Regions from separate parts of the Mus musculus genome. Here region 2 is linked to region 1. Evidence: chromatin contacts called from public promoter capture Hi-C data. All regions are on one chromosome and are shown on one strand. The core of a region is the stretch at or near the end of the contact, and the rest is flanking DNA. Distances in the headings are between cores, read along the strand shown.

Region 1 (5,786 bases), core at 678-3,177:
TGAGGATGCCAGACCACTGGCTCCGACTAGGGCTTATATAGACCTGGGATCCCATGGTTGCCAAGAGCGAGGCAAGCTTAGCTCTGAGGAGCTGGTGATGGAAAGGGTTCTTTTCCTAGCGGCATTAGAATCTGATTCGTGGGTCAAATCTCAGTCCCGAGCTGCCAGCGCTATCCACGCCCAAGTCACAGGGCTTCGAAGGCCTGAAGAGTCTTCACTGTACAGTGGAGCCCTAACACGGGAACTCACACAAACCAGCCTCCAGGGCTGCGGAACTTTCCTTTGCGTCACCTGAAATTGCAGCGGGAGTAGGGGAGGGGGCTCTGAGGACTTAGGCTGTTGAGTGAGGTGTGCCCAAAGCCGCTCCAACGTTTCTGGAGCTGAAGGTGTGGGGGCAGTCTTAAGGCTATCCAGGAGACTTCGGTGCACACAGGAAGCCGTGATCTTCCCGACTTAGCAACTGTTTCTGAAGAGGTGTGGAGCTGGCTCCCAGGTACCTTGGAAAGACTATACAGAATCCACTGGAGGAGGGGGAGAGCGGGAAGGGGGAAGGAAGGAAGAGAAAGGAGCCAGGAAAGAAAGAATCATCATTAAGAGACCAAAAAGAAAGAGGAACGTCTGGTGGCTTCCTAGGTTGAAATCCCAGTAGACTGATTCCAAAGCAGGGCCCAGCAGATGGCTTTGCCCTGGGCCGTCCGCAATTTCAGAGGCATTTTGGGTGTCTGCAATTCCCATCTTGCATTGCTCTAGGGTATTCCACAGATGTGAGTATCTGATGACCTTTCAATACTCCCCACCCCAACTTAGTACTCCTAGGGCTGGTAACCTTTCTATGGTAGGTGAGATCCAGCCCCGACGGCGACTCCTCAGCAGCCCTCTGTGCTGGTGACGGAAGTTTTACACTGGCTGTGCGCAGCGAGCAGAGCTCTTGGGGAGCCCGTTTAGGACGAAGCGCCCGCTTGGGTAGCGCTGCCAGCGCAAGAGATCTGCATCTCCCAAGCTGTCCGGGTTGCCACCGCAGCTTAAGGAGTGAAGCCTCTAAAGAGCAGAGGGTGTGGGACGAAGGAGAGGTGGGGATCGGACAGAGTACTGGGCTTGGTTAAGGAGATAGGCAAAGCACCGGCAGCTCTGGGAGTGGCCCGCAGAGCTAGGAAGGTGAAGGCCTAGCTTGGGATCCACAGTGATCAAGGATCTTGCTTAGCCCGGGTGAGCATGGGGACCCGCGGGGTTTGCAGCCATACGCCCCCTCTTTCTCAGTCTAGTCCCGGGAGTAAAGGCAAGCCTCGCTGCGCAGCATCCCCTACTTCAACACCCGTCCCCCCCCACCCCCCTTCCTCGCTCCGGGCCGCGAGTTGAGCCTCCCTCCCTGCCTGGAGCTTCCCACGGGGAGAAGAGGAGGAGGGGGAGGAGGAGGAAGGCTGGGGGGAGGGAGGAGCAGAGGGAGACTATTCTGAGCGGTCCGCACGCTGCCCCCGCCCCTCGCGCTGTCGGTGAAGGCTCCTTCGAGCCTGGCCGGGTACAAGTCTGTCCTTCGACGTCAGGGGGTCATTAATAACCAATTAGGAGGGTCACTGCAGCTCCTATAAAAGAGCTGAGATTTTGCTAAGGGGAGGACGGTCCTGGCTGGGTGTATAGAAGGCTAGTGGGAAACCGAGAGTCCTTGGTCGTTGTCTCTCTACAGCCACCCGCCGCCCACCCTTCCCGCACCCCTCCTGGTATCCACCCTTGTCTCCACCCGCGGACTTCCAGCCCTCCGTGCTGCCTCTGCCATCTCTGCAGATTTTGTGAATCTCCGGTTTGGCTCCCTGTCTTCCCAGCCATCTCTTGCCACGCACTCCCCAGTGCACCCTCCTCCTGCTCCTCTTCCTCCTCCTCCCTCGTGTTGTGTCACCCTCCTCTCCTTTCATTCCTTTGACCCCTCTTCGTTGCCCACCTCTCCGGAGTCCACCTAGCCGTCCTTCGGCGCCCGCGGCGAGCCCTCCGCCGCCCATGATGGGCTCTGTGCTCCCAGCTGAGGCCCTGGTGCTCAAAACAGGGCTGAAGGCTCCGGGGTTGGCGCTGGCAGAGGTCATCACCTCCGACATCCTGCACAGTTTCTTATATGGCCGATGGCGCAACGTGCTAGGCGAACAGCTGCTGGAAGACAAGAGCCACCACGCCAGCCCAAAAACGGCCTTCACGGCCGAGGTCCTGGCGCAGTCCTTCTCAGGAGGTGAGTGTGCCGTCGGGGCTCCACTCCTTCGCTCTTCCTGGCTACCCCCAATTCTCAGGTTAGCGGCACGGGTCCAGATGGGGAACACAGGGGCTGGGGCTGCCGCTCCCAGCCAGGATGCGCTCTCCCTAATCAGCGCACCTCAGTTTTTTCGTGGGTCCAACCTGGGTTGCAACGGCCTCATGGAAGCAGAGAAGAGGCATGTAGGAATGCAGGAGGCTCAGGGACCAGATCCCAACGACCGGAGCGACTTACCTCGGTCAGCCCGGGCTCTCCTGTGTCGTCTCTCCCCACCCCATCCTCCAGCCTGGAGCTGGCGGTTTCCTGGCATTAAAAGCCTTACTGGGCGTGTAATAGCAGTTGACTCAAAAAGAAGGGGTTTTAAATTCATTTGGTTAACTTGGGCTTGACCCGCGAAAGTTCCCACTTAAACCACAAACTTTAAAAGACAGCCGGGGCCGGGAAGGGGCGGAGGGCGGGCAGGCCGGAGAGAAAAAGCCGCAGAGAGCGAGGGAGAGAAAGAGAGCGAAGAAAGTTTCTTTTCTTTAAGATGTCTCAAGTTCTTATTCCTCATTCGTCACCCCGCAAACAATATCTTTCCCCAGCGCTGGCGTCTCTGAGCGACGCCCTCTCTTCCCCTTTAAGATCGCTGTTCCTCTCTTAATTTACCGTGAAGACTAATTCCACTTCCATTCACGCTATGTCAACCATCTAATCCTGCCTTTTTGTAAGGGGAATTCCTCGGCCCCTTTTAAACAAGTCCCCTCCGCATTGAGATACAATTTACTGCTACAGCTTTCTTCCAGGGCTAATGAATTTAGAATTAGCAATTTCTTTCGAATGGAACCGAATGAATGCGATCACTTTAACAGCGTGACAAATTGCCGGCCGCTCCGCAATGGACACCGTTTAACCCCCCCTTTCAGCCGGCCGGCTCGCCGGGTATTTTCCCAGGTAGCTTAGAGGGGAACCTTGTAAGACATGGAGGCCGCCCCTGTGTGCCTCAACGCTCCCACCCCTGCCGCAGAGGCCCCACCGGGGATCCTCTCGGGGTTAGGGACCGCTGGTTCTTCCTCGCCCATTAAAACGACTTCAGAGCTCGCCTGATCCGGGTGCCGCCCTTTCTGGCACTCTAGAACTTGGGAGGAGAGAGGTATACTGGCGTGCCAGGGAAGATCACGGGGGAGGGGTGTGTGTGTGTGTGTGTGTGTGTGTGTGTGTGTGTGTGTGTGTGTGTTGCCTCAGAGTTTAGTGAGTAGAAGCAAGTGTTTCTTTTGCGCGGGTGCCACCTTTCAAACTAGGGATCTGTCCCCAGTGCTGATCGAGTCCAGGAGACACGCAGTGAACTCAGAGTCACCGGCTGAAGAGCTAGGAACAAGACTTAGTGTCCCGGGTTGGACGATACCTCTTCACCAGACCCGGCCTCAGTTTCCCTGTCTGTAAACACAAAGTGGTTTCAGTAGTTCCTAAGTTTTTCCGCGATGGAAGACCGGTGAAGGTTGTGGATGTTTGGAGAATTTGTGGAAAGACTTTTAAATGAGCTCTAAAAGCTGGTGATGTAGCTCGGCGGTGGCGGAGCGTTTCATGCGCAAGGGTTTAGGTTCGATCCCCAGTAACTCTCCGCCCACAAGAAAAATAAAAGAACCATCATGCACCGCTTGCGTTTAGAGGGCACCGAGGGTCCTGGGTTGTAAAATGAGGTTGAACCTCTGCAAGTAGGCCTACAAAGCGCCATTGGAGAGATTTGCCACTGGAGAGAGTTGGGGCTGCTTGTGCTCGCAGGCGCGAAGCAGGGCAAGAAGCAGGGCAAGAGCGCATCCGGGATGGGAAGGGCAGGGCCATCTCTGCGCAGATATGACCGCCTTCCTCTAATCCTCGCAGAGGTGCAGAAGCTATCTAGCCTGGTGCTGCCGGTGGAAGTGATTATCGCTCAGAGTTCCATCCCAGGCGAGGGCCTTGGCATCTTCTCCAAGACGTGGATCAAGGCAGGCACGGAGATGGGCCCCTTCACTGGCCGCGTCATTGCCCCAGAGCATGTGGATATCTGCAAAAACAACAACCTCATGTGGGAGGTAGGCGGGAGCTTTGGAAAGGGATTCCAGTTGGCAGGTGGGTTGTATCCACTGGCGGCAGAAAGGAACTCTGTCTGGCCCCTGCCAGAGCTTCAGTTCTCCCTAGGAGCTGTAGATGCTGGAGTTTGTACATTCCCTGGGAGTAAGACTCCCAAGGCCTGGAGCTTTCTCTGCCAAAGGTTCTTTCTCTTTTACCTGTTTTGGGAAATGTCCGAGTGCTCTTGTTTCCAAGTCTCCCAAGCAAGGCGTTAGCCATACTTGTACCACCTCGCTGAGATCCAGAGGAGTCCTGATGCACACAGGCTGGGAAGAAGTCATCGCAACTCACATTCTTCCCCTGGCTTTAGAGGCAAAGAGAGTTGGTCTCTGAGGGTGGCCTATGGTGAAGTGTGGCTGGAATGGAGGATAGCAGAAGCTGAGTGTTTCTTAAGAATATGTTTCTCGATCCCAGGCCTGATGGCATCCAAAATAACCATGGCTGACTGGGTGTTGAGTCAGCAGTCTGATTCCCCAGCCTGCAAACTGTGAGGTCAGACCCCCTCAGTTATTATTCTCATTTTACAGGAGATGGGTATCTGAAAGGCTTCCATCCCTGGCCTTTTGACGCTAGCCCACCTCTAGCAGTATCAGATACGGGGATGCTGGCCCTGTGGTGGCTCTTCCCCACCGTTCTTCCCATGCAGACCCACAGTAACCAGATGCTACACCTACTTCTCCATCTTACTGCCTCTCCACTGCCACCCTAGCAGCCGCACCTGGCAGGAGCCCAGCGAGCTACGGTGCAGCTGTTTACAGGACCTGGATGAGGAGAGCAGAGAGATGACCCCAGCCCCTGCCTTCTCCCTATCCTGGACACTCTGGGCCTAGTGGGTGTCTTCCAGCTGTTGCCCAGTCAGGAAGCTAGGATGTGGTTTGACCTCTGAGGATCCTTAGCAGCTTCATGGAGAGGCTTAGGCCAGGACAAGAGACACCAGTGAGCTAGATTTGCCTCTCAAGCTCTTGTGTCTCTCTCTGCGGCCCTGTGCTATGCTCTCCACTGCTCTGCCTCAAAAATTTGCACCCTTAAGGACAGGTAGCCAAAGACCATGTTGCCTGCTTGGGAGTCTCTTAGAGAGCTTTTTCTCCTGTGGGTGGAGGGCCTGGTCACAGTGAGCCCATGGGTCCCTGAACGCTGACTCTCTATTGATCTTTTGCTTCAGACGAATCTCGGTCATCATCCCTCCCACCCCCGCCCTGCAACTTCCCTTCCTTGGACTGGAAGGCATAGCCGACAATAGCTTTATTGACTTCTCAGAGCTGTTGGGAGAAAGGAGAATGTCTGCAGATGAGTCTGGCTTGGGTCACACATGTGGCCTGGCCCTTCCTCACCCATCACTGCTCCACTCATACCTAGGTATTCAACGAGGATGGTACAGTACGCTACTTCATCGATGCCAGCCAGGAAGACCACCGAAGCTGGATGACCTACATCAAGTGTGCCCGGAATGAGCAGGAGCAGAACC
Region 2 (6,359 bases), core at 1,636-4,135, 720 kb after region 1:
TAGCTCCAAACAGTAGATCCAGAGCCTTTCTCGACCTCAGCTATCTTCAAGGTCTGAGACCACACACATTAGAAAGAAAGAAAGAAAGAAAGAAAGAAAGAAAGAAAGAAAGAAAGAAAGAAAGAAAGAAAGAAAGAGAAAGTCTCTCTCCCCAGATCCAAAGCAATCACTGCAAATTAGACAGTAAAACGCTGTTCCCTGCCCCCCACAAAACTCAGACTATATATAATATATATGGAGTTTGGGAACCTTCTAAGTTCACACCATGTTGTGTTGTCAATGTTTAATATCCTTTGAAAATCTAATTTCTGGTGGCAATGTGCTTTCTATTTCTTAAGAGGCAGACATTGTGGCTTATTTAGTTTTTCCCTCTGAAGTTGACTGCGTTCCAGGCTGCTATTATAAATAAGTTTTCCAGGAACAAATGTCCTGGCTTTTAAAGTCTCTTTTCTCACCGTTTTCCTGGACTACAGTCCTGCAAGGGGGGTTAGTCGGGCAAAGGGCAAAGGGCATTGAGAACCTTGACAAGGGCTCAGCAGCTGCGGGCCTTGAAAGATGCGCATGCGCAGTCAGCTTCTGCTGGCTTCCCATCTTCGCCAGCACCAGCATTATTTTTAGTGTTTTCACTTTAGCAACTAGCTAAGCTCACTGTGTACCGGCGTCAGTGCTAAGCATTATGTAATGTCATCTTCACACACACACACCCTGGAAGGGACACTTATTTTGCAGATCAAGAAACGGGCGGAGAGGACTCCTTCAGTCCCTCAGGGTCGCAAAGCCAGATGGCTAAGGCGATCCTGACTCCACCTTCACTACCTGCGCGTGTGCTCCAACCAGGGCGCAGCATCTATTTATTTATTTATTTATTTATTTATTTGCCGCAGTGTCTTACTAGTCCGCCTCTGCCTCTCAAGCATTAAGGTTATAGGCTGGGGCCACTATGCCCAGCCAAGCTAGAGTGCGGTTTGTTTGTGTTTTGTTTTGTTTTTTTTAACTTTAAAATAACAACAACTATTATTACTAATTATTTATTATTATTATTGCTGGCTAGCGACCCCCCTGCTTCTGCCTCCCCATGTGCTGGGTTCACGGAAGTTTTCCGACCGATGAATTTACTCCTGTCACTTAGATACGCCTATCCTTCAAGGATGATTACGCCATTCAAGCTTCCTAAACACGCAGACCCCAGCCGCAGACCCCCAGCCGCGGCCATCCCAGCTCGCTCTGGCCAGGATGAGCCACTTTAGTGCTATTAACGCCAACAACTGCGAAAGAGGTCCCAGTGGAGCGAGAACTCTCGCCTCCTGAGCCCATTACCCCCGGGCGAGTCCCGAGCCTCAGGTTAGCGCAGTCACCTGACTGCGCAGTAGTGATCTGTCCTCTGCGGTCCCTAGCGCCGCCGAGCGGCCAGTCCTCTCAGTCTACACTGGGCGCGAAGTGGGGGGATGAACAAGATAAAAGAATTGCCAAGACCAGTGGGGCTAAGGGGTGTCCGCAGTGGCAGGACCTTTTTAGGGGCAGGTAAGAGCCATTAAAGAAAGTAACTGTGTCAGACGTGGTGGCAGAAGCCAGCGGGTTTCTGTGAATTCGAGGCCAGTCTGGTCTATAGTGAGTTTCCATATGTAGCCATTGCTACACAACACAATGAAACGGAAAAGGAAATCAGAGGCTTGGGAACTTGTTAAGTGGTTAACGTTTGTTCTTCTTCCAAAGGACCCAGGTTCAGCTCCCAGCACTCCCACAGGTGGCTCACAACCATCCACAAACTTCTTCCTAGGGGATCAGATGCCCTCTTTAGACCTCTGCAAGCACTAGGCACATACAAAGTACACACACATACATGCAGGCAAAACATTCATACACCTGAAATAAGAATACATATTTAAAAGACGGGGGTGAGAGGCGGGCGTGGTGGCGCACGCCTTTAATCCCAGCACTCGGGAGGCAGAGGCAGACGGATTTCTGAGTTCGAGGCCAGCCTGGTCTACAAAGTGAGTGCCAGGACAGCCAGGGCTATACAGAGAAACCCTGCCTCAAAAAACCAAAAACCAAAAAAAAAAAAAAAAAAACCAAAAAAAAAAAAAACCAAAAAAAAACAAAAAACAAAAAAAAACAAAAACAAAAAAACAAAAAACGGGGATGAGGAGAGATAGCTCAGTGGTTAAGAGCACTTGTTCTTGCAGAGGAGCTGGGTTCGATTCCTAGCACTCACAAGACAATTCACAAATGTTTCTAACTCTAGTTCCAGGATGTACAAGATATACACGATATACAGATACACATACGTTCAAAACACTCATACACATAAACTAAATCTTTTTTAAAAAAATGTAAAAAACAAAACTATTTTTTTAAAGCTGAATTCACCACACATACGCGCGCCCGCTTGCTCTTGTCCCAGCCCCACGCGGGCTCGGGATCTGGGGACAGTGGTGGCATTGGGGAGGTCAGTTGGGATCTGACCGACTGTCGGTCCCCTTTGCCCCTGCCAGATAAACAGACGGCCGTGGGAACTCAGAATCGCCCCTTCCCGATGCTGGGATCTGGGGACAGGAGCCTACGCTGCCCGGCGCCTCATAGCACCTGGGAGCCACCGCGGCTCTAGCGATTGCAGATTGGTCGCGGTCCCCGCGACGTGACCTGCGCGCGAGGCTTGTTCGCCCGCCGCGGCGTCCGCGCTGAGGCCTCCGCACCTCCAGAGGGCGCTCTGCGCGGGAGTGGCCAGCCGCTGGGCCTTCGGAGTGTCCCGGTCCGGTCACCGTCCCGAGCAGCCCGGGAGCTCCGGAGCCCGCCTTACGAGTCAGCTCGTGGCTTTCACGGTTTCGGTTTTCGTGGATTGCCGGGAGGTGAGGGGGAGCCAGTGTGGTGCCCGCCCCGGAAGCGACAGTGGAGGAGGGTTGGGCACCCCGGGAAGGGTGGACCGCAGGGATAGCGGCTACTTGCAGAGAGCCTACGGGCTTTGTGGACAGGCGAGGCCACAGGATTAGTTAAGTGGCGTTGGCTATATCTGCGAGGGAAGGGAGTGGAGGGATGAGGGACAACGGAGCGGGGTGGGGGTGTGCTGCGGCGGACGGAAGCGTTTCCCATCCAGGGTTCATGGATTTAAGTGACACAATTTAGGGAGAGGACAGCGGAATCCAAAACAGGGAAGTGTGCACGGGAAGCACCAGGAAGTGTAGAGTGACTGACAGGCAGGAGATGGGAGTGGAAAGGTGTGCTCCGATTAGAAGGTTGGACCGCCAGAGTTGAAGAGATGGGAGGGAAGATAAAGAACTGAAGGCGTGTCTGTGTGTGTATCCTGTTCTGGCAGCTGACCGGAAGAACTGGAAGCCCCGAAGCCCCGGGTATAAATGCAGCGTGCTCTTGGCGTGGGTGGGACTGTGTAGCGGTGAAGCTTAGCAGGCGTTATGCTGGGGTGGGTGTTTTGGGAGGGGAGAGAAGCTGGATCATCCCAAAGTGGTGATCTGACCCTACCCACCATACCCCCTTCAGCCACCATGTTCAACCCGCAACTCCAGCAGCAGCAACAGTTGCAGCAGCAGCAGCAACAGTTGCAGCAGCAGCTCCAGCAGCAGCAGCTCCAGCAGCAGCAACAGCAGATACTGCAGCTCCAACAGCTGCTGCAACAGTCCCCACCACAGGCCTCCTTGTCCATTCCTGTCAGCCGGTGAGTTTTCCACTTCCAGGAGCAGTCTGAGGTCTGACGGCTCAGACCCACATTTTGGAGCCTGGCTCCCAGTAGTTATTTTTTCCCCAGGGGCATCCTTGTTTGAGTATTAAATGTCATCAGTTTCTACCTTGGAGGGGATCCTCCATCTGCCATTGAGATGGAGAGAATGGAGGTGAGAGACCTCCGGGTAGATGGCTTTCCCAGGACCCCTCTGACACCCTACTCCCATCACACAGGGGCCTCCCCCAGCAGTCATCCCCGCAACAGCTTCTGAGTCTCCAGGGCCTCCACTCGACCTCCCTGCTCAATGGCCCCATGCTGCAAAGAGCTTTGCTCCTACAGCAGTTGCAAGGTATGGCAGTTCCCCGTGGCCCTCAGCTTCTTCCTAACCCATTCATTCTTACCAACACTCACAGCGGCCCTAACAGCATCCTTATAGATGAAGATACCAGGCTCCCAGGAGATGAAGTCCACAGGCTACTCTGCTAAGTACAGGGTTACCGGGCTACGGTGCTGGCCGTTCCTGCCTCTGCTGATAAACCTAAGGGGAGGCACACCCGTAACCCCCCTCTACAAATGAGGATAGCAACCTGAGGCCCAGAAGAGGGACCATGTGCCCATAGTCACAACACAGGTAGAAGCTAATTAGACAGCCATCACTTGGTATCCCTACCAGGACCCCAGCGTGGACAGCCTTTCGGGGTGACTTTCAAAAGATGCGTGGATGATTCGAGAGAGAAAAAAATCCCACAGCAGGTCACAATATGCACATATGTACACCACCTTTTCTTTTCCCATTTTAAAAGTTATGCTTGTCATAGTGAAAATAATGTATTAAAATAGAAAAACAACAACAGCAACAGTAAAAACCCACGGGGGCCGGAGAGATGGGTCAGAGGTCATGGGTCAGAGGGCAGGAGTTCTTGCTGCTCTGCAGAGGGCCTGAGTTAGGGTCCATCACCCACACAGGGCAACTCCTGATGCCTGTGACTCCAGCTCCAGGGGATCCACCGTCCTTATCTGGCCTCCAAGGGCAGCTCCAATACAACACGTGAATGAAAATTTAAGATAAATCCTAAAACATAAAATCATTGAAAACAAACAAACAAATCCAAGCGGTAGGAAGACATTCCCTCATTTCTGGGAGAAAGTCAGCACCCCGTCATTATAGTTCTTTCCATTTTTTTTTCTAGGAAGAAGCTTGGGAGTTGAGTGTGGTTATATGATTAATACCAAAAAGAGTCCACGTCTTGTTTTTCTTTTCTTTTCTTTTTTTGCAGTGCTACAGTTTTTGTTTGTTTGTTTGAGACAGTGTCTCACTCTATATCTCTGGCTGGCTTAGAATTCACTATGTAGACCAAGCTGGCCTTGAATTTATAGAGATCTGTCTGCCTCTAGTGATGGGATTAAAAGTGTGCACTGGTATGTTTGGCCTTGCTTTGAGAAAAGGTCTCACTCTGTAGCCCAGGCTATCCTGGAACTTAGTATGTAAGCCAGGGTGGTCTTGAACTCAAAACAGTCTTCCTACCTCATCCTGCAAGGGCTGGGATTACAGGCATGAGCTGCCACACCCAGCCAGTATTCTGGTTCAATCCAGGTTTGTTGTGATAGCTTTTAATTTCTCACTGGAGGGGTGTGTGCCCTTACGGAAACCTCAATTATCCATTTCTCCCCCCCCCCTCCTCTTCTCTATCCTAAACCCCACTGAGATGAACTGACATCTGAGACTCTTCTCACAGTAGATCCCCAGCACTGAGTGACTGAGTCGGGGATGGATGTCTGATGGCTTTTGATAAGTATTACCAAATTACTTTCCTAAGGACTGGACCAGTTTGCAATGCCACCAGCCACGTATGACGGTGCCAGCCTCACCATGCCTACGGCAACACTGGGTACTCCATGCTTTTTTACCTATGCCTCTGTGACTGTGTGTGTGCGCGCGCGGATTGTTTACTAAGTTGGTTTGCAAAGGCTAACGCTGCGTTGTGTCTTCATTCCCATTTCCACGTGCTAGTGCGGCTAAAACATATACCAAGCATTCACATGTCATTTTTGTGACTTGTCCATCTCTGTCCTTTGTCCGTCTCTGCTTGAGGGCTTCCCATCTTCCGCCTTACTGTTTCTGGGAGCTGGATGGCTCTCTGGGACGGTGTGTGTGTCTTTGTCGTACCTTTTTATCAGATACACTAATTCATGACTTTGAATCTTCATTTGACAGACGAGGGGAGGGAGAACTGGCTTACTCAAGGTGCCAGAGGTAGTCTGGACTTGAATTCATCTTTCAGCACAACTGACCTATGCCTTAAAGCCTGTGCTGCCCTCCCCTGCATTGCCCCTGAATCTGGGCATGAATGCCAACTCTCTTTCATGCTGTGGGCCTTCCCTGGGAAAAAGAGCCGAGTCAGAGGAGATGTAGCAGGAAATAAGAGGGCTGGGCCTGGGATAGAGGTCTCTAGGGATACAGATATCAGGGAAGGCCTCCTGAACAGCAGATAGGGAAGATTCAAAGGGAGGCCGAAAGATGCTAGGAATTAGTGGAACACAACAGCTTCCACGGAAGGTGCAGCATGTTCAAAGGCCCAGAAATGGAGTGATCAGAGGACTGCCCAGTGACATGTTCCTAGAGCGCAACTTGGGGCACTCGAAGTGGGTGGGGCCAGACCTTGCCCTAAAAAGAACAAGGAACTGT

The links. Promoter capture Hi-C pulls out the DNA fragments that hold promoters and counts their contacts.
Region 2: a contact with region 1 is called in a promoter capture Hi-C map of stem cell-derived epiblast-like cells, with 2.0 times the contacts expected there. The contact joins the promoter of Ciz1 here to the promoter of Prdm12 in region 1.

What each region holds. Positions count from the first base shown.
Region 1 is chr2:31,638,110-31,643,895 of GRCm38.p6, forward strand. It overlaps Prdm12 (PR domain containing 12), which reads left to right and starts at 1,928. Exons shown (of 5, transcript NM_001123362.1): 1 at 1,928-2,212; 2 at 4,094-4,284; 3 at 5,678-5,786. The coding sequence starts at 1,990.
Region 2 is chr2:32,360,313-32,366,671 of GRCm38.p6, forward strand. It overlaps Ciz1 (CDKN1A interacting zinc finger protein 1), which reads left to right and starts at 2,886. Exons shown (of 17, transcript NM_028412.2): 1 at 2,886-2,986; 2 at 3,493-3,667; 3 at 3,907-4,022; 4 at 5,491-5,562. The coding sequence starts at 3,498.